Linked DNA regions of Mus musculus: all the other regions are linked to region 1. A link is a contact called in public HiChIP or PLAC-seq and promoter capture Hi-C data. All regions are on one chromosome and are shown on one strand. The core of a region is the stretch at or near the end of the contact, and the rest is flanking DNA. Distances in the headings are between cores, read along the strand shown. Region 1 holds the start of Cyp4f17 (cytochrome P450, family 4, subfamily f, polypeptide 17). Region 2 holds the start of Cryaa (crystallin, alpha A). Region 3 holds the start of Cbs (cystathionine beta-synthase). Region 4 holds the start of Zfp101 (zinc finger protein 101).

Region 1 (3,210 bases), core at 83-2,582:
AAGCACCAATGTTGGCAAGATACATACATATAAAATATATATATAATATATAATATATATATATTATATATTTTATATATTATATAATATATAATAAATATATAAAAATATATTATATGTTTTATATATTATATACAATATATAATAAATCTCATTTAAAAAAAGAAAGAAGAAGAAGGAAGGAAGAAAGGAAAGAAAGAAAGAGAGAGAGAGAGAGAGAGAGAGAGAAAGAATTTTAAAAATTGGAGAGGAGGGATGTCAACTTCTGCCATTCAGCATCGCTGTCCCTCAAGAGACTCTGGCCAGCAGAGATGGGCTAAGAAAGGAGCATACCCAATTTATTCCACTAGAAAGGCTCAACTCCAACAACGTTAAGTGAAATAGCACATTGAGGGGGAGAGCTCTGCTCCCTCAACCTATCCTGGGGTGGGGTGGGGTGGGGGGCACTAACAACACAGAACAGGACTGAACAAGCAACAGAAAGAGATCTTAAAACATGAGTTCTTATCAGAATGTGATCCGAAGTTAGCTGGGAACGAGAAAGGGCAAAAAAGAAAAAAGCCTCAAAACGTGGTGTAGACAGAGGCCAGGAGTAGATATGCCGGGTATGTGACTAGATAGAGACTCACTCAGCCTCCCTCCCTCACCTCTCCACCCTCTCACGACTCCCAGGTTCCTAAGAGCCTTTCCTGACACACCAGACCTACCTGCTGCCACACTCACCATGCTCATGTGACCCCAAAACCAGTGCCGCGAAGGGGGCTCGGGGAAGCAGCGGAGACGGCAGTAGTTGTCATAGAAGGCACAAATCCAGGTCAGAATTCGAGCCAGGAACAAGGAGGCCCCAACCAACTGCAGAAGTTGCCATGGGAAGGCAGCTCCAGGCCCCAGTCCCAGCCAGGACAGGCCCAGCTGTAGCATCCTGCAAGAAAGATAGGCCAGAAGTGAGATCCTGAGGCCCAGGAGACAGAGGTGGCCCTCCATGGTCACTGGACAGAGATGGTGACTTAGAGGACTAGAACACAGGAAGGAAAAGGGACACCCAGGGCTACGGAGAGACAGAGAATCAGGCAGGAGAGAGGCAGATAGGATCTGTTTATAGTCTGCGTTGGCCTAGACTGAAGCACAGGTATGTAGCGTAGTAACTGGGAAATCAGGCCTGCCTGCAGAGCCACCCCAGCTGTAACAGAGCTTCCACTGTTCAGTAGGGGCCTTCCGTGTGTCCCAAGTCCGGCACCTTTTCTCAGGAGTAATGCGTCCCAGAAACGTCCGCTCTTCCCTGGAAATGTTTTTGATCCTGGCTACCGGCTGAGCAGGACGATGAGCTGGACTGAGCCAATCCCTCGGTGGCCCAGAGCCCTCCTCCCAGCCTGGGTAGAATATCAAAATGCGGGGGGCGGGGGCGGGGGCGGGGCGGGGGCGGGGCCAACCCGAAGCAATTGGAGCCAATCCAGGGTCACATGTCCAGGCAAGCAGGGTCCTCAGGATTCAACACCTTCCATCTGAACCAAGACAAAGGTGTCTAGAGACCCAAAGTTTACAATCTGTCCCGTTCTCACTAGGCTCCGCAGGTCCTCTGAGGACCTGCAGGCTAGAGGGCAGCAGGCAGTGTTTTCCAGTTCGGACTGAAAGGATCCGAGCCTCTGCCTACCAGCTGCACAACCTGGCAGAATTCTCCCTCCAAGTAATCCAGGTTCCGAGTGGAGACAAGACTTCCAGAAACAAAGAATCCGGCCGTGCTGGAACGGACTAAAAGAGATTCTGAAGATTAAAACTCCCAGCTGAGGGACCAGAGTTCAGTTAGGAAGTAGGTGGGAGGGGTCAAGCTGAGCCGCCAGTCGTGGGGAAATCCAGGCAGGCGAGAAGAGAGAGGGGGTTGTGGGCTCCGGGTCAGCAGCACCACGTTGAGAGCTCCAAGAGAAAAACACCATTCACAATACAAAGGCAGGCCCATCTGAATAACACTATTATTCATTCAACTGAAAGGGTAAAAGCCCAAGGATGCGCAAGTGACGGACTTCAAGCCGTAAAAGATATCTATAACTGCCAACCCAGACTGCTGCATCCAGAAAAGCTGTCTGTCATAAAGAAGGACATTTTTTTTAACTATCAGCGGTAAAAATAGAACAAAGGCATTTATGAGCACTGAGCCAGCTCTACAGAAGATGCTTGATAGAATCCTTCAGGCTGAAGAGGGGGAAATCAGGCCACAAAGTCCAGGAAATAAATAAATAAATAAATAAAACACACTAGAATATTATTAAAGCAAGAGAGGAAGAAGGAGGAAAACAAAATCAACAAAATTGCAGGAATCAACAAACACCTTTCAATAACTCGGGTGTTCTCAGTCTCAACTGCACCCCAGATAAAGGCACAAGCATGGATCTGCTGCTTCTAAGAAATATCTCACTACAAGAGGCAGATAAGATTCTAGCTCAGGGTGAAAGGACGCTAAGCTATCTCAGGGGACAGGAAGATGGCTCAGTGTGAATGCACCTGCAGCCAAGACTAACAGCTTCACTCTGCTCCATAGAACTGACCAGCATGATGAAAGGAGAGAATTGACTCCTGCAAACTGTCCTCTGGCCTCCACACCCATGGCATGACAGGCACGTGTGCCCACACACACACACACACACACACACACACACACACACACAAATAAATAAAATGTTAGTTCACAGACTTTTAAGGGTATGCCAAGGAAATGGACCTAGAACACAAGCAAGCAAGTGTGTTGCTGTTCTATCATCTGACAAAAGAATCTTCAAATGAAAACTAGTGAGAAAGAATAGAGAAGTCACTCATAACCCGGTGAGATGCTTCCGTGGGTAAAAAGCTCTTACCACCATAGTCAACACAAGCCAGACAACCTCAGTTCAATCTAGATTAAGAGGCAGTGTCCTCATGGGGTGCCTGTTGATATCTGTGGGAAGAAGGGGCAGGCCATAAGGTATTACAGTCTGAACAGCAGCTGGATTCTAACATTACATTCTTTGTGTGTGTGTGTGTGTGTGTGTGTGTGTGTGTTGAGACTATGGTTTTAGGTTTTGGGGGGGTTGTTGTTGTTGTTTGGTTTTGGTTTTGGTTTTGGTTTGTCCAAAACCAAACAACTGTCCTAGAACTAGCTCTGTAGATCAGTCCTGGCCTCAAACCCACAAAGATCTGAACTGCCACCATGGCCACACCACAGGGCCTAACATTACATTC
Region 2 (3,501 bases), core at 227-2,726, 830 kb after region 1:
TCAAGCCAAGAAAGCTGGTGTGTCCTGGGGCTGGGACTGTCACCTGGCCCCACAGGTAAGATCCACATTGACCTCCAGACCCAAGGACTGGGCAGTGCCGATTCATTGCTGGGTATACTGGGTCAGACAACTGATTATAGATTAAGCTAACTGGTTATAGATTAGAGGGTTGGGTAGAGTAGAATGGTTGAATGGTCAGTGAGTGCCTTGGCTGATTAGAGTCCAGGTTATGGCTTATGACTTAGCATAAGCTGCCTGGTCGTCAGCAAAATGCTAGTTACAGGTTGGCCGGTTGCTTGATTATGGTCTAGTGACCGGTTATGGTTTGGATGGCTCTTAACAGATTAAGCAGCTGGTTGATTAAAGGTAGCTGGTTGGTTATGGTTGATTATGGGTGGCGGGTTCATTAAGGATCATTTGCCTGGCTAATTGGGAACTGGCTAGCTGGTGGGACTAAAGTCTGTGGTGTATCCATAGCTCCAGGAGCCTACCTCACCTGTCCATATTACCAACAGTTCCACAGTACTACTAGCTGCTAACACAAAGCCTTTCCCACCCCTCTCTTCCTGCCCTGGCTAGAGCCTGCATTTGGGCAATTTGCTTCCTAGAGTTGCAGCTGGATCCGCTCTGGGAGCCTTCTTTTGAAGCAAAGGGAGGCAGCTCTTCTAGAACTGTGGCTCACTTGGGTAGGGAGGGATGTGGCCTTTCTTCAGTCATCAGGGAAGCTAGAAAGGAGCCCCATCTGCAGCTTTGCCAGCTACAGAAGGTTCTGCCCTGCTGTAAGAAAGCCCGTCCTCTCTGGGCTTCAGGACATCCCAACCCCCACACCAAGAACAGAAAGTCCAGGGAGTGGCCGGTCAAGCACGCTTGCCTTCGCCATGTAACTTGCCTTGACGGGGTTGTTCTTGGGGTTTCCAGCATGTGGTTGGTGCATTACAAACCACATATGGGTCATGAGCTGATGGGAGGAAAAGACAGCAGTCGGGCTCGGGCTGGTTGGTCTCCTCCTCCGACCCCAATCCCGGTGATGTGGGTGGCTTCAGCATAGGCATGTGGGTGCACACCCAACCTCTGCCGGGTACGAGGCTGGGAGAGGCTGGGACATTGCTTGAGGAGAGCACAGGGTCATAGTGCCCCTCGAGGATCCCTAGCTGTCCTCTAGACAAGACCAAGACCCCTCTGAGCAGCTAGGAGGAACCAGTGTGGTTGCATCTTACCTCAGAGATGCCCGAGTCCAGCACAGTGCGGAAGAGGGACTGGCGGTAGTAGGGGCTGATGGTGGAAGACAGGAAGGGCAGCAGGTCGTACTCAAAAAGGCCCTCGCCGAAGAACTGGTCGAACAGTCGGCTGGGGTAGAAGGGCCCCAGGGCACGCTTGAACCAAGGATGCTGAATGGTGACGTCCATCTTCTATTTGGTGATGCAGGGACCGAAGGCTGGCAGTGAGTCAGACAGGAGCCTCTGGGCAGTGCGGTGGTGAGCTAGCGTTCCAGCCCTCCCTATATATGCCTGCACAGAATGGAGGAATTAAGGGATTTCCCAAAATGTCTATGCTCAGCTCGGGGGAGAGGCTGCACCGTCAGCAGCTGGAATGCTCACCCGCCTGCCCAGCCCCAGCAACACACGCTGAGCAGCAGAGGCTCTCAGACCAGATGTCTCCAAGAAGGTCTGTGGAGAGCCTTATCCTTTGAGCCAAGGGACATCACTGTTTCTTCCCACATTGTACTGAGGCACCCTCCTGGCCTCCTTTGGAGGAAGAATTCAGAGCCCTGTTTCACAGGTGGGGAGAGGTAGGCACAGATTAGCAGGCCATCTGCAGAGCTCCGAAACCTCCAGAGATCTTGAAACCGCCAACGAAAGCGTTGTGTTCAAAGCAGAACATCCTTTGGTTTTGTTTGTTTGTTGTTTGTTTGTTTCTGTTTTCCTCACTCAGAACAAACATTACACAGCTCACAGCGTTTCAAGGCAGACAGAAGACAATGAAGAAACCGGCCAAATCCTGCTCCAGTCCCTGCCGGTCGCAGGGGATCTGTGTGCTGGATGTGGTTCTGGTCTTTCCTCTGTGCGGGTCACCCTGCGCTCACCTCCCTCTGGCCACCATCCTCAGCAAAGCCTCAGGTCTTCCCGACATGACTTCACCACGGGTGTTATTAAACCAGCTGCTTCTGCCCAGTCCTGTGAATGGTTATAGGCGAGTCTGGAGAGGACTCTGCTCCTCAGCCGGGACTCTCATCCGGGTATCACCAGGTAAAAGACATCCCTGAACTCCAGCTGTGTGTGGCATTGGCAGACGTGATGAAATTGTCTGAGGACCTCAAAGACCTTTGACTTGAAAACTTGTCATCCCAGAGGAGAGGTTTCCTGGCGTTCCAGAAACTACCGCCAGCTAAGATGCACATGACAAACGCTTCAGGAAGCAATGAGCACCCCACGGTGTGCCCCCGCCCTAGTACTTGTTAACTACAACTTAGCAGCTCTTCAGACCACACTAGGAGACAGGTCCCAACATCACCCAGTGGGAGTCTCTTCAGCTACCACGGCTAGCAGAGTGATGATCTTTGAGGCAAAACAGCAGCTCAGTTCAACATGACTAAGTAGCTGACGGCGGTTCAAACTTCAGGAGTCTGACCCAGAGTGGCTTATTTTAGACATATTCAAGCACATCACAATTTGGTGACATTTTCTGGAGATAATGAATTCACTCTCGTGCACACGATAAAGCACACATAAATAATCTCTCTGAGGAGCAAAGCAACTTAAATACAGATCAGACATGACCACATCAATAGTCTTTGTAAAGTATGTAGGACAGGACTGGAGAGATGGCTCAGTGGTTAAGAGCACTGACTGCTCTCCCAGAGGTCCTGAGTTCAATTCCCAGCAACCACATGGTGGCTCACATCTGTAATGGTTGTGATGCCTTCTTCTGGTGTGTCTGAGAACAGCAACAGCGTACTCATATACATAAAATATAGTAAATCTTTTTTTAAAGTATGTATAACACCTTCCATAATGATGAGGTCTATAGATTGATTTAGAAAGAAGTTTATGATAAGGGTCTGGGGAAGGGTCTAGTGTGGTTTCCAGCCACACAGATGCCGCAAAGGTCACCAGGCTGGAGTATACATCTGATCCCAGCCTTCTGCTTTCCCTTGAAGGAACCCTGGATGCTAAAACTCCAGGTTCCCTTGGTGCTTATCTGTGAGCACAGGCACCTCTAAGTCTCCTACGTCCCTCCGATGTACAAACCAAGAAAGTGGGGCTTAGGAAGGCTGAACCGTATGACCATATCACTCCACTTGGAAGACGGGAAGGGCATCCAAGGCAGAGGGCCCTGCTGCATTGCACTGGGCTCAACATCTAGGCAATGGCAAGAGGTGAATAGAGAGAGGTACCTTACTATGTAGAGGGCCCTAGTTTGTAAGATGAGAAGGGCTAATCCAATGGAAGAGTACTGGCTATGTCCTCCATAGAGAGGCTAAGTCACACCAGGTCCATGATC
Region 3 (3,501 bases), core at 713-3,212, 870 kb after region 1:
CTCGGGTAGGTGAGTTCACTGACCCCAAGGACCAAAGCCAAGGAAGTTACCATGGGGAAAGGGAGGGAGGGGAGGGAGAGAGAAAGAAAGGAGGGAGCGGTACACACAGAGAGAGAAAGGTGAAGAAGAGGGATAGAGGGAGACCAAAATGTCTGCATTGTATATGGAGGAGCCTCTGAGGGAAGAGCAGCTATCCTCTGGTCTGGAGAGTTCAGGGTTTCGGGCCAGGTAGGGACTGAGGGATGCTGGGAGAACCTGGAAGCCAGGTCTGCTTTGGTTTGTAAAATAGGCACTTCAGTCCCTTGTCCTGGGTTCGAAACCAAACACTCTTCCTGCCATTTTTCAAGCTGTCTGAAATGAGTTCAAAAATTTCAATTTTAAATAAAACGAAGAGCCGGGCATGGTGGCGCACGCCTTTAATCCCAGCACTCGGGAGGCAGAGACAGGTAGATTTCTGAGTTCGAGGCCAGCCTGGTCTACAGAGTGAGTTCCAGGACAGCCAGGGCTACACAGAGAAACCCTGTCTCAAAAACCCAAAAAAAAAAAAAAAAAAAAAAAAAGAAAAGAAAAGAAAAGAAAAAAGAAACTTCTCAGAAACTTGATTTAAAATGGAAATACTTGTATGGGACAGAATTGCAAACGTGTGTGTGTGTGTGTGTGTGTGTGTGTGTGTGTGTGTGTGTGTGTTTCCAGGATGCTGGAGACCGGGGCTGGGGGTGGGGTGTCATTTCTTTAGTCCTCCTCTTCTTTGTTGGAGGTGGCAGCCAGCCAGGGCCAAGCAGTCCTGGCAGCTTGTGTGTCTACAGTAACTCCAATGCCTGCCTGCATCTTCATAGGGTTGTTTCTCCATTCAAATTCTCGTCTTCTCTTAAGGGCACCGTAACCGTGGCTTTAAGTCACTTCCACCACTAATGTACGTTTATCATATCTCCTAAGACCTGGCCAGACATTTGGGATCTTGAGAGAAGGATCCCTGGGAATTGCTGTTAGTGTTCTTGCCCTTGGTATGACAAAATAAGATACACTGGGAAGCAAAACAACTCAGCATAGTAACTGGCTCCCTAACAAACAGGCTCTCCTTCCAGCTTGGCAGCAGGTTTCTCAGACCCTGGCTCTTGCCCTAGGGCGTACACTTTCCAGCCCAGAAGATTTCTCACTGGAACAAGATGTGGCCCTTCTAATCAAATGCTACATTCGGCTGTGTATGGTGACCCAGATCTGCAGTCCCAGGTCTGAGGTGGCAGGAAGATCAGAAGTTGGAGCTCACCATATTTCACCAAGCTAAACTCAGGGCCGGAGAGATGGAGAGAGACACCTCCCCCCTCCCCGCTTCCAGGTCTCTTTATGTAGCCCAGGTTGGCCTCGCACTCAAACTTGAGATTCACTTCTCTCGAGTCCAAATGCTGGGATTGCAGGCACCATCACGTCATACGTCACGCCCATTTTTAACCTCCTACAGATATCGATATTGGGGGCGCCCTTCCAGTGACACCACTGACCCAGGCCTCTCAGGCCAGTTGCTTGGAAGAACTCTGGGCTCTTTGAGCGTCAGGTCCTGCCGTTCAGAATAGTGATGTGTGACTCGAGCCTGCCAAGCTAGGAAGCTCCACGTCCTCGAGAGGATCGGGTCCTGGGAAACGAGGTTCCCTGACACTTAGCCAGGCTGTGCCGCAAGGTACAGACCTTTGGGCACAGACCTGGGGCCCCTCCGTGTCGTGTGCCTCACGACAAACACGTGTTAGACGGCAGAACTTCTCCTTTCGAGCTTTTGAGCACAACTCCCAGAGCAAGCAGACACCCCGCTGTGGAGGCCCGGCGTCCAGCCGAGCTTGGCGGAGCCAGAGTGGGGGTGGAGAGGGGAAGGGGTGTGGGGGGGCGGGGTGAGTGGGAGGCCGTTCTGCGGCCCAGGATTGGCGGGTGTCGGCCCTCCGCCCCCCGGCGCCGGGCCAATCGCCGAAGCCTGTTGTGTGTGGCTGGGTTGGTTCTAGACCCGCCACCCTTCCCTGGGATCTGAGCTGGGATCCTGTCCGAGCGTGCTCTCCATCCTAGCACAGGCCGAGCCGTTTTCCCGCGTCCGAGTCTAGGTGAGCTCCGGCCGCACTGACTCCCACGCCGCGCACACAGCGAGATCCTCGCTGCGGTTCGGTAGCCCGCGGGCACTCCCCATCCCTGGGCACGGACTTGGCTTCCTCTGTACCTGGACGCGCAGCTCGTGAGCCCGGTGCCTGACGCGCAGCTCGCTAAGGTCCCCGTGCTCCCACCGGGGCGTCCTGACTTGTCCCTCCACCTCGATGCCACCTGCGTCCATTGCCCTCTTCCCGCTAGTATCGACCTCCCCGCAGCCCTATGCTGAGCACCCACGTGGCCTCAGGTCCCACGACTGCTAGTCTCTGAACGTGGAGCCGGGTTCTAGGGTGACGCGCTAGAGACAAAACTGGGTCATCGATTTCCCCAGTTTTGGATGGAGACCGCTGTTTCGCAAATTGTTCTTTGGGGCACTGGTGCCGGGGTGAGGGTAAATATTGAAGTAGTGTCGTGCGGGGTGGCGGAGTCGTGGGAGAGCGGGTTCTCCTCCTTGTGCGGGACCCAGTTGGGGCGGGGGAGGGCGCGAGACCTAGGGCTGTACACCTGCGGAGAGTTTCCCACGTCACTGCCACACACTGATCGAGTGGCCAGGCGGTCTGTGCGGGAGCGTCATAGTCCTAGGAAAACCCCACTGGAAGAGCGGCCTCTCCGTGTGAGTAGGGAGGGAAGCAGGATACCCTGGGCCACATTCGCCAAGTTTGGGTTCGGGTTGTTCTATGGCTTCCCGTTCCACGAGGACGCTTAAGTGATGGCACTGGGAGAACTGCGCCTGCCATGGGTTTTGGAGAGTTCTACAGCCCGGGTCGCCTAGCAAGAGGACTTTTTAGAGGGCTCTTTTGTTTGTTTGTTTGCTTGTTTGCTTGCTTGCTTGTTTTTCGAGACAGGGTTTCTCTGAATAGCCCTGGCACTCACTTTGTAGACCAGGCTGGCCTCGCCTCGAACTCAGAAATCCACCTGCCTCTGCCTCCGGAGTGCGAGTGCTGAGATTAAGGCGTGCGCCACCTCTCCCGGTTTAGAGAGGGCTCTTGAACCTAAGGAGAGAAGCACCTGTCTAGGCCACCGCCTGGGCGCATGCGTTTTGATGTTAGTTGCTCCTCCCCCACCAAGGGAATGAATAAGATGGGCCAGTGCCAGGTAGGCTCCTGACGTCATTTTAGAGTGCTAGATCACATCTAGAATACTTAGAACACCTAGTTGTTCATGTTAGGCAAACAGAAGTTTGGGGATATGGAGAGATGGCTCAGTGGTTAAGAGCCCTTGGAGTTCTTGCAGAAGCCACTAGTGGCTCACAATCATCTGTACCTACATTTCCAGGGGATCTGACTCTCTCTTCTAGCCTCCAAGAGCAGCAGGCACACACACGCGGTGCACATACATACATGCAAGCAAAACATCCCCATACATATTAGTAAATCT
Region 4 (3,400 bases), core at 481-2,980, 890 kb before region 1:
CCTATGTGTCTTTTGTGTGATCTACTTGACTGTTAGTATTTTATAAAAGGTATCTCATGTGTGACTTCATTTCTTAACATACCTTTTCACTGTGTTTTCTGGTCATTGAATAAGAGTTTAGTTGAAATGGTTCTATCTTTTCTTTCCATTGCTTTAAACAAAAGCAACTTTGTTTAGGGAAGGATGTATTTTATCTTATGGCTTAAAGTTCATCATGAAGGGAAATTATTAGAGTTCTTGAGAGTAACAAAGCTTACAGAATGAATCTTTCTATATGTATAGAAAAGGGGTTTACTGGAAAGACTCACAGGCTGCGGTCTAGCTAATCCAACAATGGTTGGCTGTGGATGGAAAGCCCAAGAATCCTGTAGTTTCTCAGACCACGAGGCTAAATGTCTCAGCTGGTCTTCAGCTTATGCTGGAATCCCTAAAAAGTAAGGTTCTGATGCCAGTGAAGGAATGGACATGCTAGCAAGGCTAGGGCAAGCAGGCAGGAGCAGAAGCTTCCTCGTCCAGCTCTAGCAAAGCCTGTAGCCTAGATTAGAGCTGATTCAAGGTTTGGTTCAAAGGCCTGGGACTCCCTACCTCAAAGGTCCAGACCTGAAGCAGAATCACCGACTCCAAAGCAAGCAAAAAGTTCTCACAGGTATGTCCTCCATTCCCAGATTTGATTTCATGACTAACAGAGTCAAGTTGACAACCAGAAAAATAATCATCACAGGACTCAAGAAGAAATTTGGAGGTGGGAACTGAAGTAGAGGTCATGGGGAAATACTGCATGTTCACTCTCCCTTTTTATACAGCCTAGGCCTATCTACCTAAGTATGCATTAATACAGTAGATTGGAAACCCCCCCCCCCCCACACACACACATCATTCTTTAATCCAAAAATATTCTACAGTCTTGCCTATAGCCAATCTAATGGAGGCATTTCTAAGTTGAGTTCCCTTCTCTCAGATGACCCCCACTAACATCAAGTCGACAAAAGGCCAACCAGTACCGGAGCGAAAGCCTCTTCTTTGCTTACAAGTTTTTTTCTATTTACATTATTAATTCATATATGTTGCTTTCTGCTCTTGGCTTGGTTTATAGTAATAATGTTCAATACCCAGAAGTAGTCCAAGTAAAGCCTGTAAGAAGAGACATTTGCAAAAGCATATGTCTTTATCAAACGTGTTTTAAAATATTATTTCTTCAGACAAAGCTTTAACATATTTGTACAGGTTTCTTTCAAACCTGGGGCTCAATCAACATTTTAAATCTTAACTTTCAAAAAATATAGGTGCAAAAGTCCATTTGCCTCATCTCAGATTCTTAAGTTGGCACTCATTATTGGCACTGTCCTCTCCTGACCGGGTAACCTTCTCTGTTTGGGGTCATGGGTTTTCCTTTCCCTACACTGAGTCTGGGATGTCCAGAGCCAATCTGTAGCGCTATTTTATGTGAAACAGTAGAAGCCCACTGAGTACACGACAAAGCGAGTGCGTGCACTAAAATCCCAGAAGGCGTCGTGCTTAAATGCAAGGATCCCACATATTTACTCCAAACGGAACGTCTGGGTTAAGATTGGGTGTTGCTCTATCTTTTTTTTTTTTTTTTTTTTCCCCATTTGCGTCAAGTATGGGAGAGGTTGTTGATCCTGCTACTCACGAATAAGAAGGCGGGTCCAGCATCTTTCGCCAATCAGAGCCGCTGTTACTTCCTTGCTGGAACTGTCAAATGAGGAACACGGATGTTCTGAAGTTTCTGCCCCTGGCTCCATTTTTGAATCCCGTGTAGCTTTTGTGAGGTGTTGTGACAGCTGGTTTCAGTCAGTGCCACCTATTTTGTCGGCAGGCTCTTCCGAAGGACCCCCGCATGCGTCCGAAGCTGGAAATGGTGAGTACACGGTTGCTCCCGGAGTCGTGGGCCGCGGCTTTGACGTAGCCTGGCGCAGCTTGGCACCGCCGACCCGACGTTCCTCTGGCGCTGTGCTGCAGTTCGAGGTGGAGCTTGGCACCGGCGGAGCCAGGAGTCGGAGGCTCCTCCTGCCCTGTCGCTGTAAAACTGCTTTATCCCAGTCCCTTGGCTATCATGGGGAATGAGCTCGGTGGTCCTGCACCCTGCAGACTTTGCAGCGCTCACGGGTTGGTGATGCGGTCTGGTCAGTGTAGTGAAAGGACGTGGGTGTTGAGCGTTACTGCTGGTCTGACCTTGCACTTGCGTTTGGCCTGCTTTATTGTTTTCTGAGGTCTCCTTGATTTTGTATTAGTTTTGCTCTAGGCTGCTTCTCCAAAGAGAAGGAATATGTAATGTGCTTTTGGTGGCAGTGGTGCTGGTGAGTTTTTGATTGGTTGATTTCTTTGTTTTTCAGACAGGGTTTCTCAGTAGCCCTGGCTACCCTGGAACTCACTTGGTAGACCAGGCTGGCTTCGAACTCAGAGATTCTCCTGCCTCTGCCTGTAATGTGTGTTTGTTTGTCTTCTTTCCTTTCTTGGAACTCATTACGTAGACCAGGCCTACCTTGAACTCAAGAGATCTGCCTGCTTCTGCTTCCTGAGAACTGCAGTTTAGATGCGAGCACCATCATGCCCTACAAGGTGGGCTCCTTAATTAGTATTTACCAAGATTACAGTCCTCTAGAAAAATATTAACATCTTCGGTTGTTTCCTTTGCCCTTATGTAAATCGTTTTTCTAGACAGTGTAATTTGCGACTAGGGAAAGTGTGGACAGGGGCCATCTGGGAGAAAAACATACGTGTCTTCTATCTTCTGGATGAGGTATTTTTTTGAGAGTTGGTTTGAGTGCACAAAACATTTCAAATTTTATTAGTGTTGTTCATGTGTGGTGAGCCAATCTTTGGGCTCCCGTGCCATAGTATATACTGTGCAGGTCAAAGGACTCCCTTGTGGGGTTGGAGTTGGTTCTCCTGTCCATTCCCTGGGTTCAGGGATCAAACACAGGTCACAACGCATGCTTGACGACTGCTTTTGCCTGTTGACTCATTTCTTCGGCTTCATTTATTTTTACTTTTACTTTTATTTTAAAACCGGGTTTCATAGATCCCTGGCTATCATGAAACTCCATATGTAGATGACCTTGAACTTGGGATCCTCCTGCCTTCAGGTTTTAGGATTTCAAGGCATGAGCCAGCACACTTGCTTTGATGTGGTGCTGGTGCTGGGACCGAGGGTGGGGGTGGGGGGGCGTCTCCATACTAAGTAAACATTCTACAGAGTCAGCCCTGTGCTCATCCTGCTGTACAGTTTTTCTCCCTTAGATTCTGGCAGGAAGATCCCAGGATTTTCTCTTTAGCAGCATGTGTGTCATTGACTGCTTAGTGGCAAGCATGGAATGCATACTAATTTTTTTTATTTCCAGGCAGAGTTTTACTGTGTGTAGCCTTGGCTGGCCTGGAA

The links. Promoter capture Hi-C pulls out the DNA fragments that hold promoters and counts their contacts. HiChIP or PLAC-seq counts read pairs in DNA pulled down with a chosen protein or histone mark.
Region 2: a promoter capture Hi-C map of hippocampal neurons shows a contact between it and region 1, with 3 times the contacts expected there. The contact joins the promoter of Cryaa here to the promoter of Cyp4f17 in region 1. A contact is called at or near these places in 9 of 39 promoter capture datasets (the 3T3-L1 cell line, 3T3-L1-derived adipocytes, the C10 cell line and 5 more), 1 of 15 datasets of contacts at CTCF or cohesin (embryonic stem cells), 21 of 484 Hi-C or Micro-C datasets (B cells, the Ba/F3 cell line, CD4 T cells and 14 more), 2 of 115 datasets of contacts at active chromatin or transcription factors (embryonic midbrain and embryonic stem cells) and 1 of 9 other capture datasets (liver).
Region 3: an H3K27ac HiChIP or PLAC-seq map of embryonic stem cells shows a contact between it and region 1, with 5 read pairs. The contact joins the promoter of Cbs here to the promoter of Cyp4f17 in region 1. A contact is called at or near these places in 1 of 39 promoter capture datasets (liver), 1 of 115 datasets of contacts at active chromatin or transcription factors (embryonic stem cells) and 1 of 9 other capture datasets (adipose tissue).
Region 4: a contact with region 1 is called in a promoter capture Hi-C map of liver, with 4 times the contacts expected there. The contact joins the promoter of Zfp101 here to the promoter of Cyp4f17 in region 1. A contact is called at or near these places in 7 of 39 promoter capture datasets (the 3T3-L1 cell line, 3T3-L1-derived adipocytes, frontonasal cranial neural crest and 3 more), 1 of 115 datasets of contacts at active chromatin or transcription factors (bone marrow-derived macrophages) and 1 of 9 other capture datasets (embryonic stem cells).

Annotation. Positions count from the first base shown.
Region 1 is chr17:32,504,606-32,507,815 of GRCm38.p6, reverse strand. It overlaps Cyp4f17 (cytochrome P450, family 4, subfamily f, polypeptide 17), which reads right to left and starts at 1,332. Exons shown (of 13, transcript NM_001101445.2): 1 at 1,238-1,332; 2 at 724-922. The coding sequence starts at 921.
Region 2 is chr17:31,675,906-31,679,406 of GRCm38.p6, reverse strand. Cryaa (crystallin, alpha A) reads right to left here and starts at 1,476. Exons shown (of 3, transcript NM_001278570.1): 1 at 1,218-1,476. The coding sequence starts at 1,406.
Region 3 is chr17:31,635,666-31,639,166 of GRCm38.p6, reverse strand. Cbs (cystathionine beta-synthase) reads left to right here and starts at 1,962. Exons shown (of 17, transcript NM_144855.3): 1 at 1,962-2,084.
Region 4 is chr17:33,392,967-33,396,366 of GRCm38.p6, reverse strand. It overlaps Zfp101 (zinc finger protein 101), which reads left to right and starts at 1,730. Exons shown (of 4, transcript NM_009542.2): 1 at 1,730-1,879. The coding sequence starts at 1,859.